Regions from separate parts of the Lactuca sativa genome. Here region 2 is linked to region 1. A link is a contact called in public Hi-C data. All regions are on one chromosome and are shown on one strand. The core of a region is the stretch at or near the end of the contact, and the rest is flanking DNA. Distances in the headings are between cores, read along the strand shown.

What was found. A called contact is a pair of places that touch in the nucleus more often than the background predicts.
Region 2: a Hi-C map of leaf shows a contact between it and region 1, with 7 times the contacts expected there. The contact joins the promoter of LOC111881034 here to the promoter of LOC111881170 in region 1. A contact is called at or near these places in 2 of 4 Hi-C or Micro-C datasets (leaf and seed).

What each region holds. Positions count from the first base shown.
Region 1 is chr4:311,842,317-311,845,196 of Lsat_Salinas_v11, reverse strand. It overlaps LOC111881170, which reads right to left and starts at 1,523. Exons shown (of 5, transcript XM_023877570.3): 1 at 1,262-1,523; 2 at 859-964; 3 at 661-749; 4 at 377-529; 5 at 1-113. The coding sequence starts at 952.
Region 2 is chr4:312,149,776-312,152,655 of Lsat_Salinas_v11, reverse strand. It overlaps LOC111881034 (glycine-rich protein 2), which reads left to right and starts at 1,478. Exons shown (of 1, transcript XM_052770618.1): 1 at 1,478-2,482. The coding sequence starts at 1,554. The coding sequence ends at 2,294.

The sequences.
Region 1 (2,880 bases), core at 274-2,773:
GCTTCCATTCTTGCTCCTCTTGAAAAACCATTGCGATCATAAGATGAAATTTCATCAATTCCAAGATCATTACACACCTTAACAAGCTCTTCACCAACACGTTGTGCCACTTCCTAAAAAAAGTAAAATCTTGTCAAACCCAAATTACGTGGGCCCATTTGTAACATAAGAGAACAATACACAACCTTATACTGTGTTTGGCATGCATTGGACTGAGAATCCGATGTTGATGGGACACAAATTACAATCTTTTGTCCCACCAAAAAGGGTTCTCAAAATGTTGTATATGAAAAAGACATAAATGCCCTATTCATCATGATCATTATAAATAGCCCTAGAAAGCCTGTCCAGTACAGTCTGTATGAGAATAACTTACAATGGTGGTAGAATTAGGGTTTGTACGAACTGATTGTTGCAGAGTGCTGCCATAAAATAAGCACTTTTTGTTCTGATCATCAACAAGCATCGCGTATAATTGTTTTTCTGAACAGAATACAGAAAGCCTGGGTTTCTTCTGTGTGCCATTGTACTACTCAAACCAAACACAAAATCAATGACATGTGAAAATTGAAAATGATGAAATTGGAAATATAGGGATAAATACAGGAAATAGCATTGTAATTTCATTTATTTGTGTATAATAACATCTTACTTCCATACCTTTTTCTGCAATCTTCTGTTCCGGACTTTTGGGCTTTCTACCCTAGTTCTGGCTCTTGCTTCAATCACCCATGGCTTTGTATGAACAGCTATAGAAAGACAATGGAATTAGTATACAAAAATGGTCAATGATTTCATCGAACTTATTTACAGATGAATTTCAAGATATAATTTCATTTAGAACTGAACTTCACTTACTTCTACTCTGAATTGGAGGAAAACTCAACGAACCATTTCCAAAGAGATCACAGCTCTTGAATTGTAGAAGCCTAGGGAATGCCTGAAGCGCCATATTTATAATTGCCTGTTAAAGATTATATTTACAACTTAATCAACCACTATGAGCTGCGAACTTCCACCTACGAAATGAATGGAGAAAATAGAAAATTAAGCTTGTAATGACATCATTAATCATAGAATATTCATTGGGCATTTCGTCGAACAGGTTTAAGGAGATAGGTTTCATCTTTAACCAGCAATCAACGACTCGACTGGACAGCAAAAGAATCGAGAAGTTGCCAAATTGATATGCTTGGTGATCGATTAATTGACAAAGCCAGATATAGTGCAAAAGTTTATGGAGAATGAAAGATATACTTACTTGCAGGTGTTTGGACTTGAACTGAAGAAGAAGAAGAAGAAGCAAAGAGAAGAAAACGAAGAGCCGGTTGCAACAACGAAACCCTAAGTCGTTTCTTCACTTGTCGTTTCCGGATTGCGACGAGAAGCAACAAAGAAATTGTTTTGGGTTTTGCCCGTTTCAACGAACTAATCAAAATTTGGTGGCCGTGTTCCCGCGAAGCGTCCCAGTGAGCAGTGGCCGTGAACCAAGAACTTTTGTAGAGAATCCTTTTCTAAATACATCGATCCATTTAATTACTCTCCCATGTATTTTAAAATTAAAAAACAACATAATAGATATAGTTATATAAATGAAGTATTTAATATAATAAATATGATTATAAATTACAATAAATATGTTTTCTCTTTTCTTATTTTAAAAAATACTTAATGTTTACATTTTGATATATATTTTTTAATTAACCCATATAATATATGGGTTTCACACGTAGTCCAACAATATATCTAGGTGTATGGATTTGACTTTGAAAACAAAACCATTTTTACCAAAAGTTCGTATTAGCTTATTTAGAAGAAAAATAATGTTAAGAAAACTTTATTTGAATTAGTTTACGGAGTTTCAATTTTAAATAATCTAATAACATTTTTAATGTCTATTTGAAGAAAATATTAACTAAAAAATATTTTTAACAAAAGTATCCACTTGGTCATATATATATATATATATATATATATATATATATATATATATATATATATATATATATGGGACGGTTCATTTGAGATTAAAAAAAATAAATAAAGATCTTGAGATTCAACCTTAGCTACATATTTCTCATTTGTCATTCTAATACTTCAGCGCACCGACAGCAACGGGTATGTCTAATCATAAATGATTATATGACAGAGAGGTATAATCATATAGGATTATACATGTTTATATGTATATGTCTAATCATAAATGATTATACATATATGTCTAATCTGTGAATGAGTAATCATAAATGATTATGACAGTTGGTAGCAAAAGAGGTGCTAGTGACAAAGGTGGGGGTTGTATAAGTAACGGAGGTGACAGTTGTGAGGTCGACTGGTATCAGAGGTGATGGTAGTGGTGGTGGCGTGGCGGTTATGGTAGAGGGGATGGTGGCGGGGGAGAAAGGAATGGGCGGCGTTGTATAATCATTTATGATTATACCAGGTCTACCACGCCAGTACGTCGGAGGGTTAGAGTGACAGATGTGAGATTCGTGGATGAGGTTGAATCTCAAGATCTCTATTTTATTTTTAATCTCAATGGAACCTACCTATATGTATGTGTGTGTGTGTGTGTGTGTATATATATATATATATATATATGTGTGTGTGTGTAGGTTCATGTTGTGGATGAACTTGTGTGGACCTAGAGACTAATCAGAATTTAAAAAAACTTAAACCATTAAGTAAATAAAAATGGTTAGTTTGGTAATTTCATTTAAAGATAAGATAATTTCCACAAATATTCTTCTAAAATCATGCTAATTACATATATATTATATTAATTATTTTTCAAAAGTCATAAATGGAGTTCTTTACTACATTCATCAAGTCCTTGAAAAAGCAGGCATTGATGTTCTCTTACCAATTTCATTGATTGTC
Region 2 (2,880 bases), core at 229-2,728, 310 kb before region 1:
TTGGTTAGATTTAATTGTAATTAATAGATTTCCTAATGTTAAAAGTAATTGTCATTAACAGATTTCATAAAATTAGTGGACAAAAAAAGGTTGACCAAATGATGATGTCAGCATATCGATCTAATGATAGAAAATATATAAATGAAACACAATCAATGACTCTGATTGTTGAAAGTGATGTCACAAAATTTCTCTTTTAATAATATTTAAAGATAATATTTAATATGTTTCCTTTTAAATTCAAATTTTAAATTTTAAATTTCAAATCTAAAATTTTAAATTTAAATAAATTTTTGTTTAAACTTTCATATTTAATTTTTTGCTTTATCAAAAGAAATCTATACATCGTTATTCATTATACATTTAATCAGTATTTAATGAAATCTGTGTATCTGTATATGTGTGTCTGCATGTATAATTCAGAAAAAAGCCATATACATATGTGTGTTTGCTCCTATGTATGTCTGTGTATCTGTATCTACATGTGTTCTACCATCTGCATGTAATGACCGCAACAAAATTTACTTAAATAATTTAACTACATGTACTAAATGATGATTTCACTTTGAAAATTCGTTTCATCAAGTCATGGATCCTTAAATGGTTCAATAACGAATATGATTTTTTTCCATTATGTTATTTTAATGGACGAACAAGTATTTTACAAACCAGTTTTTTATATTTTTGTTTTTATATTTATAAAGTCCATAAATATATTATATTTTACTTTTGAAATTGATGTTCAGTTAATTTATTATCGTTGGCATGATAAATAACAATCTACATAATGCAGCTTGGTATAATGAAGCTTTATCAATTGAATTACCAAAGCTTATGAAAAAATTATTACTTCCAATCAATTTGATCTTTCCAAATCAATTTAAAAGACTTAGATTTATGAATGTCACAATGACAAATACACAAAAACCATGACTTCATTTGTTCCTAGGTTATTAATTTTTACTTGAATCATTTAATGAGAAATCTGCTTATCGTTATTCATTATACATTTAATCAGTAGATAATGAAATATATGTATTTGTATATGTGTGTCTGCAATCACCATGAACATTTAAGAAGGAGTAAAAAGTAATGGTTTTAAAAATCTCCATTTGTAGTTAAATACTTACCATTTATTGTGTAATTAAATATTTACAAATCAAAAACTTATTAAAAAAATACAATATAAGTTTTCTAACTTAATGATATATTATTTATTACATAATTAAATTTTAAAATTCTATTTAACATTAACACCCGTGGGTTCCACGAGTTTTCATCTAGTTTAGCATTGCTTACGGACATTTTGTTACGATACCAAAAAAATATAGTCAAAATAAAGATATATATGGTTATTTTAATAAATAAATTTTAAATAAATATAAAAATTTAGTTAATTTCGAAAATAAAATAAAAAATAAAAAAAAATATCAAAATAGAACAAACATCAAAAGCGCCGAAACGAGTTAGGGTTCCATTGAGGGCTCAAGTATATATACGCAGATCTCCTAAATACTTCAAGGTGTTTCATTAGGTTTTTGGGATCGGCAGCAATGGCGGAAACAACTGGTGTAGTTGTTCGTTTTCACGATAGCAAGGGCTACGGCTTCATCAAGCCCGATGATGGCGATGAAGATCTGTTCGTTCACCACTCCGAGATTCAGTCGGATGGTTACCGGAGTCTTTCCGAAGGTCAGAAGGTTAAGTTCTTAGTTGTTGAAAAAAATGATCGGAAACAAGCTGTTAGTGTAACTAGTGTCGACGGATCTAGTATCGAAAGAAACCGTAACCGTGATGGTTTTGGCGGCGGTCGTAGAGGCGGTGATGATGGCTACGGATTTAGCCGCGGCGGCGGCGGTGGTTTCAAGGGTGGTAATGGTAACGGCGGCGGGGGCGGCGGACGTGAGTGCTACAATTGTGGTGAATCTGGGCATTTCGCTAGGGATTGCAGAGTGAATAGCGGCGGAGGCGGTGGCGGTGGCGGCGGCGGGGCTTGCTACAGTTGTGGTGGGTTTGGTCATTTAGCTAGGGATTGTAATAGTGGGCGCGGAGGTAGTGGCGGTGGCGGTAGCGGCAGCGGCAGCGGCAGCGGCAGCGGCGGATGTTATAACTGTGGTGAGACAGGGCATTTGGCAAGGGATTGCAAATCAGGCGGTGGCGGTGGTGGTGGTGGCTACTCCAGGTCTGGCGGTGGTGGTGGAGGTGGCTATAAGTCCGGCGGCGGTGGTAGCTGTTACAATTGTGGAGAACCGGGGCACTTCGCTAGAGAATGTCCTACCGCTGCCAGTTCTTGATACATCAACTAACAGGTGGATCTTTCTAAGTACATTTGGTATTACTTTAATTTAATATTTTAGGGTTTTATTTTTGAGCTTATACAGAGGAACAATCATTATAGTATTTTAGTTGTGTGGCAATCTTATGAATATATTATGGTGACTGGCCTAGTTATTATTTTAACTAGGTAACGTTTTTTGGCTTATTTTTGTTCGTCATGATCTTAACATAAAATTATATATATTTTTATAATTTTATTTTTAAATCTTGGTGGATATCTGATTTATAATGCATGATTTTGATTTATGAATAAAATGCAATTAATGAATGATCAACTCAATGTGTTTTGGCTTTTGATTTGTTTGAAGCTACCATGACATGATATGGTGGTAATGTGGTTATGAGTTTGTGTTCGTTTATTGTTTTAGTTTTGATAGACCGAGTTGGTGAGGTTTCACCGGACATGACTCGAATGCTTTGAATGAGATTTTGCTAAATTGTTTAGATGAGATTAATCAAATTTCCAATCACTACCACTACATGATGATAAAAAGGCCTATGTTTATGATCCGAGTGTTTTGGCTTATTGGATTAAGCAAAAAT